6 separate regions of the Mus musculus genome follow, and all the other regions are linked to region 1. A link is a contact called in public HiCAR-type and promoter capture Hi-C data. All regions are on one chromosome and are shown on one strand. The core of a region is the stretch at or near the end of the contact, and the rest is flanking DNA. Distances in the headings are between cores, read along the strand shown.

What was found. Promoter capture Hi-C pulls out the DNA fragments that hold promoters and counts their contacts. HiCAR-type assays count read pairs that join an accessible place to other places. Capture Hi-C pulls out chosen DNA fragments and counts their contacts.
Region 2: a contact with region 1 is called in a promoter capture Hi-C map of liver, with 3 times the contacts expected there. The contact joins the promoter of Cldn6 here to the promoter of Zfp760 in region 1. A contact is called at or near these places in 5 of 39 promoter capture datasets (the 3T3-L1 cell line, cranial neural crest, frontonasal cranial neural crest and 2 more), 2 of 115 datasets of contacts at active chromatin or transcription factors (astrocytes and vascular smooth muscle cells) and 1 of 9 other capture datasets (liver).
Region 3: a contact with region 1 is called in a promoter capture Hi-C map of the HPC-7 cell line, with 9 times the contacts expected there. The contact joins the promoter of Zscan10 here to the promoter of Zfp760 in region 1. A contact is called at or near these places in 8 of 39 promoter capture datasets (the 3T3-L1 cell line, the HPC-7 cell line, cranial neural crest and 4 more) and 1 of 115 datasets of contacts at active chromatin or transcription factors (pancreatic cancer cells).
Region 4: a contact with region 1 is called in a promoter capture Hi-C map of the HPC-7 cell line. The contact joins the promoter of 6330415G19Rik here to the promoter of Zfp760 in region 1. A contact is called at or near these places in 11 of 39 promoter capture datasets (the 3T3-L1 cell line, the HPC-7 cell line, HPC-7-derived erythroid cells and 7 more), 1 of 484 Hi-C or Micro-C datasets (cerebellum), 4 of 115 datasets of contacts at active chromatin or transcription factors (the NIH/3T3 cell line, astrocytes, large pre-B cells and 1 more) and 1 of 9 other capture datasets (liver).
Region 5: a contact with region 1 is called in a promoter capture Hi-C map of liver, with 5 times the contacts expected there. The contact joins the promoter of Zfp40 here to the promoter of Zfp760 in region 1. A contact is called at or near these places in 6 of 39 promoter capture datasets (the 3T3-L1 cell line, cranial neural crest, hippocampal neurons and 3 more), 2 of 115 datasets of contacts at active chromatin or transcription factors (astrocytes and pancreatic cancer cells) and 2 of 9 other capture datasets (adipose tissue and liver).
Region 6: a HiCAR-type map of astrocytes shows a contact between it and region 1, with 3 times the contacts expected there. The contact joins the promoter of Zfp945 here to the promoter of Zfp760 in region 1. A contact is called at or near these places in 4 of 39 promoter capture datasets (cranial neural crest, hippocampal neurons and liver), 1 of 115 datasets of contacts at active chromatin or transcription factors (astrocytes) and 2 of 9 other capture datasets (adipose tissue and macrophages).

Annotation. Positions count from the first base shown.
Region 1 is chr17:21,705,985-21,709,334 of GRCm38.p6, forward strand. Zfp760 (zinc finger protein 760) reads left to right here and starts at 1,757. Exons shown (of 6, transcript NM_001008501.2): 1 at 1,757-1,909; 2 at 2,627-2,738; 3 at 3,221-3,312.
Region 2 is chr17:23,677,494-23,680,843 of GRCm38.p6, forward strand. Cldn6 (claudin 6) reads left to right here and starts at 1,872. Exons shown (of 3, transcript NM_018777.4): 1 at 1,872-1,914; 2 at 2,265-2,328.
Region 3 is chr17:23,599,058-23,602,407 of GRCm38.p6, forward strand. It overlaps Zscan10 (zinc finger and SCAN domain containing 10), which reads left to right and starts at 1,769. Exons shown (of 7, transcript NM_001289481.1): 1 at 1,769-1,902. It also overlaps a transcript of Zfp13 not described here.
Region 4 is chr17:23,549,032-23,552,381 of GRCm38.p6, forward strand. 6330415G19Rik (RIKEN cDNA 6330415G19 gene) reads left to right here and starts at 1,768. Exons shown (of 2, transcript NR_126484.1): 1 at 1,768-1,869. It overlaps n-TRccg2 (a tRNA gene), which reads right to left and starts at 1,304; the gene lies at 1,232-1,304. It also overlaps the pseudogene Casp16.
Region 5 is chr17:23,191,593-23,194,942 of GRCm38.p6, forward strand. Zfp40 (zinc finger protein 40) reads right to left here and starts at 1,636. Exons shown (of 6, transcript NM_009555.2): 1 at 1,483-1,636; 2 at 85-210.
Region 6 is chr17:22,865,339-22,868,688 of GRCm38.p6, forward strand. It overlaps Zfp945 (zinc finger protein 945), which reads right to left and starts at 1,796. Exons shown (of 5, transcript NM_001110254.1): 1 at 1,643-1,796.

The DNA of each region.
Region 1 (3,350 bases), core at 507-3,006:
GGGTTACCTCACTCATGATGATATCCTCCAGATCCATCCATTTGTTTAAGAATATAATAAATTCATTGTTTTATAGCTGTGTAGTACTCCATTGTGTAAATGTACCACATTTTCTGTATCCATTCCTCTCTTGAAGGACATCTGAGTTCTTTACAGCTTCAGCCTACTATAAATAAGGCTGCTATGAACATAGTGGAACATGTGTTCTTATTACATGTAGGAGCATCATCTGGGTATATGCTCAGGAGTGGTATTGCTGGATCTTCTGGTAGAACTAGAAAACTCATTCTCTAGAGAAATTATACAAATGCAAAGAATGTAGTAAATCCTGTATTGAATTATCTCATCTTAAAAGGCATTACAGAATCCATACTGGTGAAAAGCCTTATAAATGTGATGTATGTGACAAATCCTTTAACCAGTGCTCAAGCCTTAAAACACATCAAAGAAGTCATACTGGGGAGAAGCTTTACAAATGCAATGCATGTGGAAAGTCATTTCCTCAGTTGTCAGCACTTAAAAGCCATCAGAAATTGCATACAGGAGAGAAGCCTTATAACTGTAAAGAGTGTGACAAATCCTTTATTCACTATGCCTCATATAGAAGGCATCAGGAAACTCATTCTCTAGAGAAATTATGCAAACACAAAGAATGTGGTAAGTACTTTCTTGAGTTATCACATCTTAAAACACTTTCCAGAATCCCTACTGGTGAGAAGCCTTACAAATGTGAGGTATGTGACAAATCCTTTATCCAGGACTCACATCTTAGACGACATCAGAGAGTTCATACTGGAGAGAGACCTCACAGATGTAAGGTGTGTGACAGATATTTTGCAAAGGGTTCAACTCTTCGAGCACATCAGAAAATTCATACTGGAGAAAAAAACGTAATAAAGCAATGATTGTGATATACCCTTTATCTAGCATACAAGTCTTAGAAGACATCAGAGAGTTCAGATTAAAGAGACCTTACATCTGTAAAGAATGTCACAAATCTTACTCGGTGCTCAACTCTAACAACACTTCAGAAAATTCATACTAAAGAAAAAAATACCCTTCTAAATAATGTGCCAGAGCATTTATCCGGTCTATACTTACAAATCACACCAGTATAAATAATATAAACATAAATATCTGGACATGGTGGTATAGAACTTTAATCCCAGCACTTGGGAGACAGTGCCAATTGGATCTGAGTTTTGAGTTTCAGGTTTTGGCTTGCCATTTTGTGTGTGTCCGTTGGGGATCGGACTCTGGCCTCTGAATTTAACCTGCTATTGTTTGATGTATGTAGCCCACAGGCTGCTAGTCAAGTCGAGACTATCTTGCATCTGAAAGGTTCCGAATCAAGAGTGTGGGGCAGGTTCTGGGGTGCAGTGTCCTACTAGATCCAGTTCTGGTCAAGGATGGCAGTGCTCATGGTGAGGCTGCGCAGAGAATGTGCAGAGCAGCCTGGCGTCTGGAGCTGTGTGGAAGGCAGCCTGAGACGGAGTGGGAGGGACCGGTCTCCACGGGGCGGGAAAACTGGTCTAGAAAAATAGAGCGAAGAGAAAACTAAAGCCCGCATGGAAGGCCTGGAAAACTCAATTGGACAAGGGATTTGAACCAGTGGGCTGGGTCAGAGAACCTACGTAACCGGAACCTATCTATAATAGGCGGACCCAAAGGCGGCTCCAGTGGCCGCAGGAGGGAGGGGCCGGAAAACCCTCCATTCTCTGAGAGGAAATCTTTGTTTAAGGGCTGGACGGCCGACACTGGCCAGAGTTTCAAGTAGATGTGAAAACTTCCTGCAGCCACTGGAGCCTCGTAGAACGGTCTGGGAGACTCGCCGGTCCGCACCACAGTGGCGGGAACCGCAGCCCGGCGATCCTAGCATCTCCCAGGTCAGAAGAGCTGTAGTAAACAGGTAGGAACTGGACCAGGGGCATGTTCAGTTTTCTGCTGCTCATAAGGATACCGTTTTCACAATTCTGGTGAAGGGTAATACCCTTGAAGATAAGTTTGAGAACATATGAAATGGGACACATGCTGATTTTACCATTTATCCGTGGTTTCCAGAATATTCTCAAGACTGTATCCCTTAGACTAATTGAGTTTATGTTTTGACCATTGAAAACACTATTCTTTTTGCTGTTATGCAAAAACTAAAACTGTTGGCATTTTCTAACGCCCTTGGTCTACCCGTTTCGTATTCAAGAGAGAGGAATTTGACATGGAGACTTTAAGGTCCCAGAGAGCTTGTTAACTACCAGCCCCATAAGGAGTAACTGCAGATTTTGATCAGTTTGTGGATTTTTTTTTTTTTTTTTTTTTGCTAAGCTACACAGTTATGTTTGTAAATTTTAACAATTCTTAAATAAAGGTTTTACTCATCACTCATTTTGCATTTGAGATGCATACACGCTGATGTGAATATAACAAATATGTGTTCTTATGCTGAGGTTTTAAGGCACACCTCAGGAGTCCAGAGAAGTACAGTATGCATGTTGAGAGTGAGGATAACAGGCCACACTGTTTACATTAGAAAACAGTATGTAATGGGACAAAGTTAGAAAGTATCTTTTCTGATGCAAGAAACACTCTGACAATGGACAAAGGGCAAACTGTTGCTTTGTAATTTCAGGGTTGTTGACATGCGGTGAACTTCTCTCAGGAAGAAGAGGAAATGCCTGGACCTCACTCATAGGGTTTTGTACTGAGATTGAATATTGCAGAATTGCAGCAGTCCTGTTTCTGTGAGTAACAATAGTCTCTTGCACTTTTCCTTGCTCCTCGGGGTTCCTGGGGAAATTACTCTGCATGTGTGTGAGCTGTGTGTGAATGAGATGAGCCTCACATCTCACAGAAGAAAGTGAAAGCCTCAGAGAAAAAGACAAAGTTTTCATGAAATTTCATCTGTTCTTCATGTTTGTTATTTTGGGATGTGTAAGGCTTCTTTCGTTTTTGTTCCATGATGAAACTAGATACTCAGTAGTTTATAATATCACTCCAGTAATACAGATTCATTTTTTTCCCTTGAGTTTTGATTGAGCTATGATTAGAAGTAGGATTCAAGTTATGGAAACTCAAAATGCTCCCTGAATATTTTCAGCATGCTGACCCTATGTAACAGTTGGGGGATCATTTGTAGAACCCTCTGTTCCCTTTTCTGTATTTCTGCTGAGCATAGTACTGTGTTAGAAATCCTGGTACTTACTGAAGAATCTCTCATATGCAGGGCTTGCACTTTTCAGCTACACCTGCTTATCGTCGAGCAGGACAAAGTGCCCTGGAAGGTGGAGAGAGAGGCATCAGTAGCAAAGGATCCAGGTATGTTGGAGGATTGACAAAGGGGTGGGAAGGAGTTT
Region 2 (3,350 bases), core at 622-3,121, 2.0 Mb after region 1:
CCGCCCCCGCCTTCCGGGGCGGAGCGCTGGCCTCGGCCCGCCCCAACAGCCACTCTGCTTTGCGAGTAAGCAGTTAGTTAAACCCAGTCAGTTCAGTAAAACCATTCATTCAACACAGTCCCGCCAAGTGTCTACCCTACTCCGCCCTCTGCAAACTTGAGTACCCACGATGTGGAGCGAAGGAAATCAGTTATAAGACATAACTGCATAGTTGGGTTTTTCCTCTTTTTAAGCCCAAATAAATTAGATTTGTCTATTCTTTTGCAATTCTGGGGTGGAGACCAGAGGCTCAAACATACCAGGCGAGAACTGAGTTATATCCACACATCCTTTATGTTTGCTTGCTTTGTTTGGATTTGGGGGTGGGGGGGACCAACAAAATCTCATACTCTATCCCAGAGTAGCCTCGAATTTGAAACATTCTGTCTCATCTCAGCCTCTCAAGTGCTAGGATTGTAGGCAGGAACCACCACACCGATTTTCTTTGGTTTGGTTTAGTTTTTTAGCTGCATAGCTTAGGCTGATCTTGATGTTGGCATTCTCCGGTATCAGTAAACAGTACTGCAAGCATATATAGAAATGCTACTTTCTTTTTTGAAAGATACCTTTTATTTGTGTGTGTGTGACACATATGTTTGAGTGTCTCTGGAGTCCAGAGAAGGGCAACGGATCTCCTGGCAATCGAATTTCAAGTGGTTATAAGCTGGGAGCAAAAAAAAAAAAAAAAAAAAAAAGAGCACCTGGAAGAGCAGAAAGGCTAACCCATGAGCCATCTTTCCAGACCCACGTGCTGCTTTTTTTGGTTGGTTGGTTGGTTGGTTGGTTGGGTTTTTGTTTTGTTTTTTTGTCTTGGTGTTTTGTTTTGTTTGTTTGGTTTGGTTTTGGTTTTGGTTTTTCGAGACTGGGTTTCTCTGTATAGCCCTGACTGTCCTGAAACTCACTTTGTAGACCAGGCTGGCCTCGAACTCAGAAATCCACCTGCCTCTGCCTCCGAGTGCTGGGATTAAAGGCATTCGCCACCACGCCTGGCTCTGTGTTTTGTTTTGTGACAAGGTTTCACTGTGCCCTGACTGTCCTGGAACTCACGTTGTAGACCAGGCTGGCCTCAAACTCACAGAGATCCGCTTGCCTCTCCCTTCCCAGCCCTGGTATTAAAGGCATGTGTCACCACGCCTGGCCATATATGTTGCTTTCTGTTGCTTTCTTTCTTTTCTTTCTTTCTTTCTTTCTTTCTTTCTTTCTTTTTTTTTCTCCAAAACGAGTCTCTCTGTATAGCCCTGGCTGTCCTGGAACTCTCTCTGAAGACCAGGCTAGCCTCTAACTCAGAAATCCGCCTGCCTCTGCCTCCCAACTGCTGGGATTAAAGGCGTGAGCCACCATTGCCCGGCTATATATTGCTTTCTTAAGGGCCTCGGGAAGAGCACGAGATGATTCAGTGGGTAAGATTGCCTGCTGCCAAGCCTGGCAATCTGAGTTCGATCCCTGGGGCCCACAGAGTAGAAGAAGAGAACAAACTCTGATCATAGGTATGCAGTGTGACAGGGTGTCGTCGTCGTCGTCGTCGTCCCCCCGCCGTCCCTGCCCCCCAAAGAGTCACAAAAAAGAGTCACAAAAGTAATGTATCCTTAGGTAACATACAGACCTGTCTTCATTCGCAAAGCGAGAAACTGGGACTGGGGAAAGTTGAGTAAAGTCTCAAGTCATAGCCCAGGTTACTGAACTCAGCAGGTTCCGCCCTTGGAGTGGCCACCAACTAAGGGAACTTTGGGAAACGCACGCAGGTGGCTATCGCCGCAGGGGTCTCTGCTCCTCCCAAAGAGAGGTGGTCCAGTGACGTCATTGAGACTTTAAGACCCCTTGCCTCCGCCCTCATTCCTACTTTCGACCTGGAAATCTTAGCAGTCTCTTTTGCAGGTGAGCCTGGGGTATGTGTGTAAATTGCGGGTGTGAAAATACGCAGGCAGGGGATGTGGCAGAGTGCGTGCGGGCGTGAGTTAAATGCTGGAGCTTTGATCCTGGTGGCGGCCACCTGCGGTGGCCACCTAGGCAGGAGAGGGTTGCGTCGGGAGAAGCGCTCGGGTCCCCTCGGCCCCAGAAAAGTTAAACACCCCTCCCCCTCCCCTGGGACAAAGGCACCGAAACCTGTGACGCCCCTCCTCCACCTGCTTGGCCACTTTGGGGCGGGACTCCCTTCCCCCTCACCTGCAGGCGCGGACCCAGCTGCGGGCGCCGCCATTAAGCCCCTCCTGGTCTCGCACTCCTAGGCTCGGATATCAGGGGTGGCCGAACCGGACTGGACGTCCGCAGACAAAGCTGACCGAGCACTCGGTAAGTAGAGAGGGACAGAGATGAGAGGGAGAGAATGGTCCCCAGCGTGAGCCTGCAAGTGAGAGGAGTCGAAAGGGGCCTATGCCATTCTTAGGGGCAAGGTGGACTTGTAGAACCGAGGGTTATGAAGAGCCACAGCAGGGCGCCAAGCAGAACTGATTCCCTTCGTATCAACATCATGAAGAGCAAAATGAAGGACACAGGTGCCTGTCACAAAAGGCACTGGGATCTTGAATTTTAGCTCCTTAAAGCTGTGTGGAGAGGGGAAAGAAAGGTAGCACGGCCTTTGGTCTAAAACTCAAAAGGATGCTCCCAGCCTCGAGGCCCGCACCTTGACCCTTAGAGGTGGAGGTGGGTCAAGAAAGAGCTGGTAGCCTAGGAAAATCTGTTTTGTGGCAAAAGGGCTTGTTTTTCCTTATCTCTCTCACCCTATAGGGTGGGCTGGACCCGGACTGGCAGGGCTTCCAGCAACTTCCAGGGATTGGGAGGAGCAGACCTTGGAACATAGGGAGGGCGAGATTTCAAGGAATTATACCCACCTGAAACAGAGCTGGGGGTTTCCATTTGAACCTTGCTTGGGTGGCAGGAGGAAGCTTCAGGTCTCCTCTGAGTGCTCACGGGATAAGGGTGGGCCTGAAACTTGTATCGAGAGCCCGACCAATCCAAAATTATACTCCCGACATGTCATTGTCTTTGTTCTGATAAAATGTACCTAAGGATGTGACTCAGCTCCTAGACCGCTTGCCTGGCGTGCAAAAAGCCGAAGCCCTGCCTTACCCCTCTGGTGGTAAACCCTGCAGTCCCCGAATTCAGGGAGTGGACACAGAAGGTTCAGGAGTTCACAGCCAGCATCAGCTATGCAGGGAATTTATGGCCAGCCAGCCTGGGCTACATAAGACCCTTTCTCAGCTAAGATATAAAAAACAAAACTAAACTAAAATCTAGACACAACTGTCGCTATGGGCTGTCCTGTGCTTCAGGTATGTCTTATTTCCTGTCCCTTGCATGAAAATCAACAGGAT
Region 3 (3,350 bases), core at 519-3,018, 1.9 Mb after region 1:
TAGAGAAAGCTCTCCACTCCTTCACCCTGCTCGCCGCGCCTCCAGAGAAGGCCACGCCTATTCCAGAATGCCCCGCTCCCACCATCCGGCCCACCTCTCTTGGGTTGGGGCTTCTAGAGAGGAATCAAAGTTGCAGGATTGTGGGAGGAGTCCGCAGCAGGAAGTTGAGGTGCTCTGCCATTGAAAAACTGGAAATCTCTTGAGGGCGGTGCCTAAGTCAAGCTGTCGCTCAGCCTTTTCCTGTGTCCTGCGTGCTAGGCGTTGGGCTCTGTGCTGAGGACATAGAGCGCAGTAAGAAAACTGGTGCCTACTGGGTGGTCCAGTGAGATCCACCCCACACAGTTAAAAATAAGCTGGATGCTGACCCTAGCAGGGAAACTTAGGAGCAGCCAGAGCAAGGCTGGGCCTAGTCACGACAGTCTGAGACATCAGGGCTTTGGGGGCGACCAGCGCCGAGTTTCCTTGACCCCGCGAGTGATGTAGTGCACTCTAGAACGGGGTGGACACTCCAGATAGCACCACTGATTCCCGGAAGGAATCCTCCTCTGTATTTGGGAGCATGTAACTAAGAAAGCCCATCAATGCAAAGGGGAGAGTTTGACTTTAAAGTGGGCTCCAAAGGGTTTGTGGAGGTAACTTCTCCTGAGAGGCGGGGCGAGGCGGAGGGCGCTGTTAGTAGGACAAAGCCACTAGCAGGATTCTGGTGGGGGAGACTTTTAAAAGCTATATGGACTGAGGAACACTCATCTTTATCACATCTTCTTGTCGGTGTATGTTTTAATTTTTTTCTCACTACATTTATTTATTTACTTATTTATAGGTTGGGTGGGGGCACATGTGGAAGTCAGAGGACTACTTGTGGAAGTCAGTGGCCCAGGTTTTTGTTTGTTTGTTTTGAGGCGGGATTTCATGTAGCCCAGTGACTTCAGACTTCATATTAGCTGAAAGAGGCCTGCCTCCATTTCCCAGATGCAGAGATTACAAGTGTGCACGATCATGCCCAATTTTATGATGTGTGCTTCCTGCTTGGCAGGAAAGCATTCTACCAACTGAGATGTATCCCTTTGGTTTTGAGTTTTTGAGACAAGTTCACTCTGTTACACCAAGCCCATCTGGAATTCAGGGCACTCTTCCAGCCTTAGCTGAACCTGGAAAAGATAGCACTGCAGGTGTAAACCATCACACCTGCCTTCTGTCCCCCTCCTTTTCTACTTTGAGACAAGGTCTCACCACGTAACTATAACCTGTAACTCAATATGTAGACCAGGCTGGTCTTGAACTAATAAGAGATCCACCTGCCTCTGCCTCCTGAGTGCTGGAATTAAAGGTGTTTTCCACTCTAATTGACCTATTTTATTTTCTTACAACTGCAGTCTCATCTGTTCCTTGGAATGCAACCCCCACACCCCAAATCCACCTGGGGCAGGGCCTCATTCCTCAGTTTAGCTCCATGTCCTTAGAGCCTGCTGTTTAATAAACATGTAGATAAATATTTGTTGTATGAATGAAAAGCCAAGCAAAGAGGCCTACACACAGCAAGCACGTAAAACAGAAGCTCTTGGCCCCAAAAGGGCATCAGTCTGTCTCCGCGTAGATGGAGAAGCTCTGGCTTAGAGTAACTTAACTCTTACAGAAGCTTGGCAAAGTTAGAATCTGGAGTCATCACTTTTCCCTTGGTTTGTTTCTGGCTCCTCCCTCTTCCTTACCCCACCCAGACTGGGAGGTGAAGGGTTAATTCCTGGAAGCCCCTTTATCCCCTTACCTGAAAGGGATGGGTCAGGCAGGGAACTTCCTGTTCCATTTCCCGGGATTCCTTTCCCAAACTAGGCTACGCTGCCTCTTACCCTGAATTCTCCCAAGGATCCCCAAACATCTCGGCCTCAGGCGTCGGTACCTGGAGTGGTGAGTTGGAGGGCTGGGGTGTAGGCTTACAGCACTGTGGAGAGTGAAGGGTGTTTCGGGGGACCTACTGGTAGGCTGAGAGCTAGAAAAGTCTTGGTTATAATGAGCGGGTAACTCGTGCTGGAGACTCCAAGGCCACACAGCATGATGCATTTGTGGCCTTGGAGACATGAGGGAGGGTCCCAGAAGTGACGATGCCATGCGTTCCTAGCACCAGAAGGGGATCTCTGCCTTAAAAAAAAAAAAAAAAAAAAAAAAAAAAACAAGTTAACAGAGTTGAGCAAGTTAGACTGCTAGCAGAGAAAGGGGGTTATTTCTTGCAGAGGACCACTCTAGCTCCCTAGTGTGTAGGTGGATTTTATAGCAGTACCTACATACAAATTTAGACCGGCCAGATTTCACTAAAGAGCTTTCTCGCCCCACACCCAGCCAACCCCCTACAGAGGTGCATATTAATAGGCCTTTTGTCCTGGAGACCTGGGGGAGGGACAGGCTTTCTAAGGCCTACTTGCCTGAATTCCATCTCTTGGAAACCTCTGGCAAGTCCTCACCTAGAAATTCCAGCTGCTGTGTGGTTAGGCGGGCCTTTGACCAGAATCTAGAATTCTCTCTTTCTTATCTATGCTGTCATACTCCAAGCTAATACTGGCAAAATTTCATGGGGTAGGACGCAAATAGTGGGTTCGGAACCCCATTTCCACTTTAGCAAGCAGTATTGCAGCACCGGGTGAAGCTGTGAGTAAATCACCTTGGACTCTCTGAACCTGTAGGATTAATAGGTTGATCTAGCAAGTGAGTCCGGGCGGGATGAAGTGAGCAGCAGGCAACTGACTGGGCTGCTAAACGCTTGGAACTCACGAGCATCTGCTGCAGAGTGGCCAGAGTGACTTCACTCTCTAATTGTTTTTATTTTTTTAAGGTTTATTTATTTTATATACAGAGGGTTTGTATGAATGTGCATCTGCGCACTATAAGAGGGAACTGGGTCCCACCAACAGTTGGGAGTTGCCATGTGAGTTCTGGGACTTGAAGTCTCATGAGCTCCGGAAAAGCAGCCACGCTCTGAGCCTGGAGCGCCTCCATATCATATTTCATATGCTTCTTCAGACAGCGAAATGCAATGCTGTTTCCTGTGTGTGTGAGCCAGAAATTAGGGCTCGATGTGCTGGCTGGGCACAGGCCCTGAAGATACTACTCCAACCCCTCTTTGTGTTTTTATTTTTGAGAAAGAATCTCACTAAGTTGCCCAAGCCAGCTTTGTACTTCACTTAAGTCCAGGCGAGCCTGAAACTTTCAGTCCTGCCTCACCTGTGGCTGGCTCCATAACCTCTCTCTCCTTTTCCTTTTTGTTTCTAATATGTTTGTTGTTTTCTGAGACAGAGTCGTGTATCCTTGAATCACCAACTGAGCTGAGGATGACCTTGAACTCAATTGATCTTCCTGTCTCT
Region 4 (3,350 bases), core at 518-3,017, 1.8 Mb after region 1:
TGCTCACTGGTTTACAGAACAGGTACGCGTCTTTCTATGGTGCAAGATATCCAAGATTCCAATACTGAATGAGCCCTTTGAACCCGGACGACCAGTATGATGGAAAACGTGTTTGTGATGCAGGATGCAGGAAACTGGAGCCGGCACGATAATGTATGTGCTTTGCAGTGCCGGTTCCCTGTCCAGGATAACTGTGCCGGGTCTCTGTCCAGTCTTCCACCGTCTCTTCAACCAAATGTTACTTGGTAGGGACAGGTCTTCATGCTTTCTCTTTATAGAGTATACAACTGGCCTATATATTTTACTTGATACCCACCCCCCTCAAAAAAATTAAAGTAAATTAAACAACAACAGCAACAACTAAACAGCACAGTCGGAAGAACCTGAGGTCGAGTTTTGGCTTGAGGCTTGTGGGTTCCGGCCCAGTTGCGTTATCCTCGTGTCCTTTTGACTCTCCTTTATCTCATGTGTGTGTCTGATATAACATATTTGCAAGCTTTATTAAGCCACTGTAACATTAAAGAGAAAATTATTCTGCACAAGGCTCTGTCACGTGAGCTGGTACCCCGCCCTCCCATTCTGTGGTTCTCCTGGGAGTTGTAGGGATGACAACGGTTCCACTTAGACCGAATCCCTTAAATAGAGATATCCCACACACACACACCAGGTTAAATGTCAACTCAATCTGGGACATATTCTTGCTATTTAAAAATTTATATTTACACTGGACCTGTAAGGAGACGCCTCTGTTGTTGTTGAGACAGGATCTCATGTAGCCCAGTGGCTTTTAATTCCCCTGCCTCCGCCTCCTAAATACCGGCATTACAGGTGTGCCTGGACATTGTAAGAAATCTAATTTTCTTACTGTTTCATGGATTTTAAAGCTGTGGACATATAAACCGAATTTACTGCTTTAGTTATTTTCAAGTGTTCAGTTCAGTGACAATTGCATTCACCCAGATAGCCTACTGAGTTTTTTATTTTAATCAAATGTCTTTAACGTTCCCTTGGGACACCTCCCACCCACCACGTAAGCAATCCAATCTAGCATCTATTCGGTTCCTTTCCTTGGCACTAATTCGAGCTGCTCGTAGTCTGTCTTGAGATAATAACTTCACCTACTTAATACAAACATGCTGGTCTTCCTTCCGGGGTACCAGACAAGAGTTTGAAAAGCAAATTTGAGAATGGGAAATTTTAAGGTAGGTTTTTAAAAAGCAAATGCACGCAGCGACCACGAAGGGACTCGAACCCCCAATCTTCTGATCCGGAATCAGACGCCTTATCCATTAGGCCACGCGGCCCTACACTGACTCAGGCCTTAGCTCTCTCCATAAGACTTATTCAAGCGCCTACTGCGCATGCTTAAACCAAAGAAAAATCCTACCTATTGAGCCAATCTATTTAGTGACAGTCTCAAAGGAGCCTCCACAAGTTTGAACCGATATAATCAGACTCCTGAGCAGTCAGTCAGCAGAAGCCCTTCCGGATCCTAGAGGCTCGTCTTTCAGATCTCCTCCATTGGCTGGCCCTCAACTCAAGACCAGGGACAACCCACATGAACTTGCCCTATCACGTCACTGAAGTATCCACAATTGTCTTTTCCAGTCTCCAGACCCGTGCTGGCTCGCCTCTCTGGCAACTCCATGGCCCCAGCGCCATGTGGAGATTGAGACCGCCCGCATCAGGGACTCAGCGAGGCGAGAGTTATAGTTCCGGAGATGATCCTTCCCAGAACTTCTTTCTCCCTAAGCCTCTCCCAGCATATCCAGGTCAGCCTTGTGAGGTTCCGTAGTCCCAGACAGGAAGCACAGACCCGATTCAACCTCTGGTTCCCGAGAGCACAGTCGATCCCCTATCTACTACCAGGTAACTTTCCCCATTATCTCACGTATTTCAGAAAGAGCATACATTTTCCGGAGCACGCCGATCATGAACACATACATATTTATTGGCGCTATGTGAGCTCCCACGCCCAAACTGCTGCATCGATGACAGGGTGTGAAGAGGGGATGTAGGGGAAGTGGTGAGGTTGCTCGTCCTATAAACAGAGCCGGCGCCTGAGCAAGCTGCGGATCTCCAGGCAGGCTTTGCACAGCTCATCACTGTCTGGCCCCAGGACGTCCAGCTCACACACCCGCCTGTTGACCCTGTTGACACTCAGCTAGGCCCTGAGGGGCTCAGTCCATCACACCCACTGCAGTCATTGTCTGCTGGAGGGGTTTTTGCGGAGAGGTCGATACTTTCTGAAATAGTCTATGAATCCTAGGCTGGTCTCAGTCTCTGGTCCTGCCACTACCTCCCAGCTACAGGCATGCTCCTCAATGACCGACTCTTGTGTCTGTTGTTCTGTAAGCCTAAAATTTCAAGTGCTACCTAATCATCTTTGAGCCTAATACTAACCCAGCAGTTTTACATGAGCTCCTTGCTCTCAACCAAAAAGTCCCCCACCCAAAGGGAAAGGCTCCCCACCCCATATATATAATCATATAATCAGCCAGACCAGCATTGCCCACCCTGACCTCAACACAAGAAGAGGACCTCCCTATTAGCCTGCAAAACTGTACAAATGAACTGACCCTATTCTGTAACAACCCAGTGGCACCTCCCTTCCTGCACCCCCTGCTGGCTCCTTCTACTTCCCAGTATACCCCCCACCTCAGTCCCCTCCTCCCAATGGCTTCTGGTGTCCTCCTCTCCTGAACTTTATTTAGTGTATGTAATAGCTGCTGCTGAGTTTGTCTGACCAATGTGCCCTGTATTTGAGCATCTCTTGATGTGAGGGCAAGAGGGAGGGAGGGAGGGAGGGAGGGAGGGAGGGAGGGAGGGAGGGAGGGAGGGAGGGAGAGAGAGAGAGAGAGAGAGAGAGAGAGCCTTCTCCTTGCTTCTCCTTTCCCTGGGTTAAGTGGAAGGTAATGAGAACACTCCCACAGATCCAGCCCCTCTTTCTCCCCTCCTAACCCCGTTCCTCACACCTCAGTCAGCAGCTCAAGGAGATCTCTTCCAGGGTTGGCTCTGATGACCTCCACCAGTGTCTGGACAAAGTCCGAGCCCTTTTCATCCCGATAAGCCACACAGCCTAGGTGAGGGGATGGGGTCAGAGTCAACCTTGGGCTGACATCCCAACCTTCAGTGGCCTATTGTGGGTGGAAGAAGTGAGGAGGGGAAGCAGAGAGCATTCTGGGTAACTGGCTTCAGACCAGCACAGGGTCAGGGACTTCTTGCATCAGGAAGAAGTTGCCGATATTTGTAGAGTGAATATTTGGGTATAATCAATGTACAACAAATATTTACTGTGGACTTGCTAGGTACCAAACAGTGGACAGGCGCCTGAAGCAAGCAGGACTGTC
Region 5 (3,350 bases), core at 386-2,885, 1.5 Mb after region 1:
GATGTAAGACTAATCACACACATAGTGTAGTTTTCCCAGCACCTTGAGGAAGAACAAGGAAGACTGCAAGAAAACTATTCTCACCTAGAGAAACCAGACTGCTATACTTCTCCAACTGGAGATCTCTGTAAAAGCCCCGTGAGTAAGGTCTAGGCCTTCACATTCCTCCTGCACCAAGTCCACCTTCACAGCCTTGAAGATCAACAGATCCTTAAATAAAAAAGTAAAACAAACAGTGACAAAAAGCAGACAACAGTTTGGCCACATGTGCAAGGGCAGAGTGCTTTTTGTGAAACAAGGAGTCATTCATTACTCTGATTCCAGTGAGCGAATACAATTATTGAAACGATGCTTTCTAATTTTAGTTTTAATCTAAACTGAGTTTGCTGACTATAAAATCATGATTACACATTTCTGAATTGTGTATTTACACTCCAAATACTGTATTTATAGAGTGCTTACATCTCAAGACAGAAAATTAACAGGGAGTAAAATTTGCTTAGTAAACATTAATGTTTACAGCAGTAACTTTGGCATTTAATAAAGTACTGCTATGGGTAGCTGGCCAGAGATGACCACTCAAACAGTTTATAGCCCACTCAAAGTCTTTATTCCAGCCGGTTGAGACCACACCCAAGTGTTCAGGGACCTAAGTGTTTCTGTGAATGTCCAAAACATAGGGGTTTTAAGGGCAGGGACCTCATCCAGGCATCTTGCATAGCAGCTGCTGGGGCCATTCTGCAGAGTAAGTAGTTTGAAGCAAGCAGTTTTTAACAGTAGCTAAAATAGGAGGTTAGCCATCCTGATGGGAGGTTCCAGCACACCAGCAGCTAGGATCTAAGGTTGACTGGAAGAGGTTACTCAAAAACTTTAATCAATGGCTAAGTATGGTAGGTTAGCTAGGACATCCTGACCTAGAATAGAGTTGGGTCGTTTTTTTCATGGGATTCTCCATCAAGAAAATAATTTTTTAGTTAACCCTGGAAACGGTCTCAGCAGGAATACAACAAGATGGAGGAACCGCTACACTGTTTTGCTCTGTCACAGTGTATATTCTGATTCTATCAAATCTGCACTGGTTCTTCATGCGACTAGTATCTACAAAGCTTTCTGCTGTGCTTAGTCCCAGGGGCAAAGGACAATCTCTGAAATAGGCAAGTAGTAGAACACAGAAGTTAGAAAAAAGCATGCATGAATTTAAATTCCAGCAGCTTTGTAACTATTACAAAGCAATGAGAAGCCTGCTTGCAGACAACAGATGATGCAAATGCTCTAGCAGATTATTTTATGAAAATATTCTGGCCAGCATAAGATAAATGCAAAAATGACGATAAACCCCTGTTCATATGATTTCAATCTTCCCGACAATGGTAGGCTATCCATGGTTAAAAGATTATCTACTACAGAATTGTGAGAGCGGCTTCCTTTGAGCAGCCTCCACCCTTGCTCCCGCCCGTTTCCCAGCCCCGCGGCTCCTCTGACCTGGGCGTTCTATGGCTGCCGGGCTGAGGCTCAAGCTACAGCGCTGTTGACTAATGACTTTCTCAGGACTCCTCTCGCGGCACCTGTGGATGCCTGGAATTTTCACGCCCTCCTAGAGAAGCCCGTGTCCTCCACCCCGGATTCCGGACCTCGCAGCTTCCCCGGTCCCTCAGTGAATGGTGAATTTTTCTGTCACTCTGTGCAGGCTCCTTGGAGCACCGCCCTAGCTCCGCCCACCACACGCTGGTTCCGGTTACGTGAGGGTTTTTTTTTTTTTTTTTTTTTTTTTTGTAAGCCCACCCCTCCCAAGCTCTTCTCTTTCTTTCTTTCTTTCTTTCTTTCTTTCTTTCTTTCTTTCTTTCTTTCTTTCTTTCTTTCTTTCTTTCTTTCTTTCTTTCTTTCTTTCTTTCTTTCTTTCTTTCTTTCTTTCTTTCTTTCTTTCTTTCTTTCTTTCTTTCTTTCTTTCTTTCTTTTTTTCCAAGTCTATCCGATTGTTTTCGTTTTTAAAAACTTCCTCGCCTTCTGATCAGGCGAGTATCCCCGCTCCGCGGAGGCAGGTCCCTCCTAGTCAGTATTGGACAGCCTGTCACACAGCTCTAGCTGTCAGGCTGCGCTGCACACGCTCAGCACAGTCCCACCCACCCACCTACCAGGCTTGCTGACAGCTAGACCAGAACTGGATCTAGTCCGCTGCACCCAGGTCTGACCCAGACCGTGGCTTCTGAAGTCTTCAGATAGAAGTTATTCTGCCTAACTTTTCATCTTGAGATACTAGCCTTCTGGACTACAGCAAAAAGGAATCAGCCGACACCCTAAATTCTGACTTTTGTTCCGCTCCCAACATTATAGTAAACCTAAGGTTAAAATGCCCTTGACCTAAAACAGACAAACAAACAAACAAACAAACAAACAAAAAACCCAAAACAAAACAAAACAAAACAAAAAAAAACTATAGCTGTGTCCTTTAAGGAAAACACTGTAAGTGGTATCTTAAAGATACATAGCTCAAAAACCAAGAGTCAAATTCAAGGAGAACAAAGCAGGTTGAGCATGTAAATGAACTAAAAAAAGACAGGAACAAAATGATTTGTTGGGGGGAGGGGGCAGATAGCAAATGCTGATGGAAATGAGGACGACTTAAGATATGAAGATTGAATTCAATAAGTAGCTAGAAACATCGAAAAAGTCCAAACTGAAGTGAAGCAAGAAATCAAAACTGCAATGTCTAATAATAACTCAGAACAGGTAGGAGACAGAATATCAGGCTTGAAGACAAAGTACGGGAGCGGGATGTCTCAGTCAAAGGAAATGATGAATTAAAAGAAAATACACAAGTAGCACTGTTTAAAGGCAGAAGTGAAATTTAAACTGTGCATCCAACACTTATATGAAATAATTTAAATTTTAGACATTAACAACTCAATCTGGAGAGCTTTACTGGGAAGCTGGGTAATTATTTTCATAACTATGCAAATTGGAGTGACACTGAAAAGCCATCTGCATCCTTCTCTCACAGACCTTCACTATTACCAGCCAAACATCTAAAATTTTAACTTGGGGGAAGACATTTGAAGAACTCGGGATTTTGAAAGGAAATAGATGTCTCAGGAAGTTGATGGTCAGTTAGCCCAACTAACAAACTAGAACTGAATTCATATCATATTGCACACTACGGCTTTCTCCACATGATGGTGACTTTGCCGTTTTGCTAATTCTCAACAGGGGGAAGGAAGGAGGGAGGGAGGGAGGGAGGGAGGGAGAGAGACAGAGAGAGAGAGAGAGAGAGAGAGAGAGAGAGAGAGAGAGAATTGTTAGAAGAATGATCTAGGATTGAAATGAAGTTCAGAATGAGAGGGTGCACTAAGTGA
Region 6 (3,350 bases), core at 546-3,045, 1.2 Mb after region 1:
GCATGTGGAGAAGAGAGTCTTCAGAAAGCACCTGGAACTTTTCATGCCACAAAAATGAAAGATGCTGACACCTCCCAAGAGGATAAACATGAAGGAAAGAGAAAATAACATGAAAAAATGTCTCTTTTCTCTGAGGATTTTACTCTGTTCTATGAGGTGTGAGACTCATTCACACACAGTTCACACATATGCCGAAGAGTCCTTTTCCCAGGAACCCCAAGGAAGACTCCAAGAAAACTACTGTGACTCACAGAATCCAAACTGATGCACTTTTCCAAAAGGAGGTCTCTGAAAAAAAGCCCTGACTGCAGGGTCTAGGTAAGAAGTCCATAGTCACAGAATTCAATATCAACAGACCATGAAATAATGAACAGTTTGGCCACATGTGCTTTTCTTGAACTAAGGAGACACGTTTCTGATGTAAGTGAGCAATCATAATTATTCAAAAAGGGCTTTCTAATTTTATTTAATTTAGAGTGAGTTTTCTATCTATAACAATAAGGTGGCTTGACATTGCCCTTCCACAGCATGCATGCTGGTCTGGCCTTGTTAGATATCAAAGGAGCTTAGGAAAAATGGCTAACTGAGGTGCCTATTAATATATCATAGTGGACATCTTTGGATAACTGTTTCCTTGGCACCTGTTTCCTCTCTTGGGAGCCTCCTATTCCCTAACTCCCCCTTTCAACCCCCCAAGTCACGGCCAGGTTAAGTTTGGACCCTTCCAGATACCTCTGTTCTCTCATACTGTGAAGCCCAAAATTAACATGTAAGCACTACCTACCCAAGAACCAAATAACTTCCTAAAATGCTGGGAGTTGTAGTTCTTGGAAAAGTAACAAACTCTCATGGGAATGTATGCAGGTTTGTCTTTATAAACTCCTGTAGCATGAGGCCAAAGTCCATAGCTTGGTCAGTATTTAATATTTAATAATACTTGCCCAAATGGTGGTACTGATTTGTCTCAGGCAAATCTCAGGATTAACATAACTTACAATAAATTTTCTCCTCAACCATACCTTAGAGCAGTCACGTCCTCAGTTTTCAGTTGTAACTCAACATATAAAGACACATTTCTGACTGCAGTATTTACATCACAGAGTGTGCACATCTAAGATGGAAACCAAAACCAAAACCAAAGCAAAACGGGGAGTAAAGCTTTGCCCAGTAATATTTAAAGTTCACAGCTCTAACTATGGTGCTTAGTCATGTATATTTTCTGACTCAATCAAATCTCAACTGGTTCTTCAGATGACTAATATCTGCAAAACTCTCCGAGGATGCCCATTCTCCGGGCCAATGGCCACTCTCTTGAATAGGAAATGGTGGAACAGGGGTGTTAAGAAAGCATGAGTGAATTTGAATTCGAGGAGCTTTGTAACTGCTGGAGCAAAGAGAGCTCTGCGTGCGAACTGCAGATTCTGCAAATGCTCTACGAGATTATTTTCGGAAAATATTCTGGCAACCATAAGATAAACGAAAACATCACGATAAACCCCCAGTTCATAGGATCTCAAACTTCCCGACAACGCTAAGATAACCATGGCAGAATTATGAAAGCGGCGTCCTTAAGAGCCGCGGAGGAAAACACACCCCTGCTTCTCCGCTCCCACCCTTTTCCCAGCCCCCCAGCCCCTCTGACCTGGGAGGTTCCCGCTGCCGGGCTGCTGACGCTTCCAAAATGCTCCCAGAGGCACCTGAGTCTTAAGGAAGTTTTCGGGTACCCTAATACACGGCCGGGTTCTTCCAACCCCACTTCCAGACCGTGCGGCTCCCTGAGTTCTTCAGGGAAAGGTGGAATTTCCTGTCACTCACGCTTGTTTTCTTAGAGAAGCTCCTCCTGTACCCGCCCAACATAGCCCACTTCCGGTTATGCGATTCCTTTAAACCCGCTTACTATAGGCCTGTTTTACTTTAATTTACTTTACTTCCCAGCTGGTTTTGTTTTGCCCCACCCCCACCCCCCTAAATCATCTGCTCAGACAGGGGTGTCCACCCATCAGGAACAGCTCCTCCCACTCAGTTTTGGGCAGCCTGCCACACAGCTCCAGCTGCCAGACCTGGACTTGCTCTTTGCTCTCATCATCCCCTATACTTGTTGCCAGGCTTGACCAGAATTGGATCAAATAGGATGATGCACCCAGTATCTGACCTCCAACATGGGTTCTGATCCCATCAGATATGTTATTCTAACTTCCCCTCCTTGGAATACCAGCACACACACACACACACACACACACACACACACAGAGGAGTAAATTCTGATGCTCACTCAGATCCTTTTCCCAAAACAAAATAAAACAAAAATTGAACGTTGTTGCCTCTAAACACTAATCATATCTGTATCCCCTAAGGAAAGGAGCTTAAATATCCAATATACAGAACTGAAAACCAGAGTCATGTTCAAGAAGGTCAAAGTTTGTAAAGTATGTTAATAAACTCAAAATAGGAACAAAATGGTTGTGGGCAACAAAACAATAGCAAATGCCTGAAGGAAGTAGTGACAATATAGAATATGCAAACTGAATTTAATAAGTAGTGCACACTGTAATTCCCCACTCCCTACAATTCTGGCCCATACTTCCAACTAATCTCCTTCTCTCTCTCTCTCTCTCTCACTCTCTCTCTCTCTCTCTTTCTCATATTCATTTCGATTCATTTTGTTTTGTGACCCATCATGATTAATCAGGATCATCTGTGAGACACTGGTTTTGGAACTATGTTTTGGAACCTGCTGGTCTCAGCAGATGAGACACAACTAAGCACAGTGATTTCCCCTTCTCCTAAAACTGACTTATTGCCACAGTCAGGGTGGGGTCCTGTGACCCTCTCCTCTTTGGAGACTGATTGTAGCTAGGGTTAGTCTTGAGTGAGGTCAGTGCAGGTAAATACAGGTGCTCTGAGTCACTGACTACAATAGTTGTATGGAATCTGGAGAATGACATGTTATGGCCATCTCATCTTTTCTCCTTACTTCTTTCTCCTTCCTCTTCCTTAATATTCCCAGAGCTATAGATGGCATGATGTAACTGACTTGTTTATGATTGTGCCCATATACATTGCTTATTTTCTGCATATTTGACAGCCTCATCTTTCTGCATTATCACTGAATTTTCATACGGAATTTTTGTCCTTTAAGGAAAGGAAGGAAGGAAGGAAAGAAGGAAGGAAGGAAGGAAGGAAGGAAGGAAGGAAGGAAGGAAGGAAGAGAGAAATAGCCCGTTTAGCATCCTCCCAGATATTTTTTTTAAACTACCAAAAGGACAATTTGTTTGTAGATGTTTTCCTGATTGTTCTCTATAATTCTCTGTGTACACCTATATGTGCCTGCATAGGCTGGGGAAAAGATA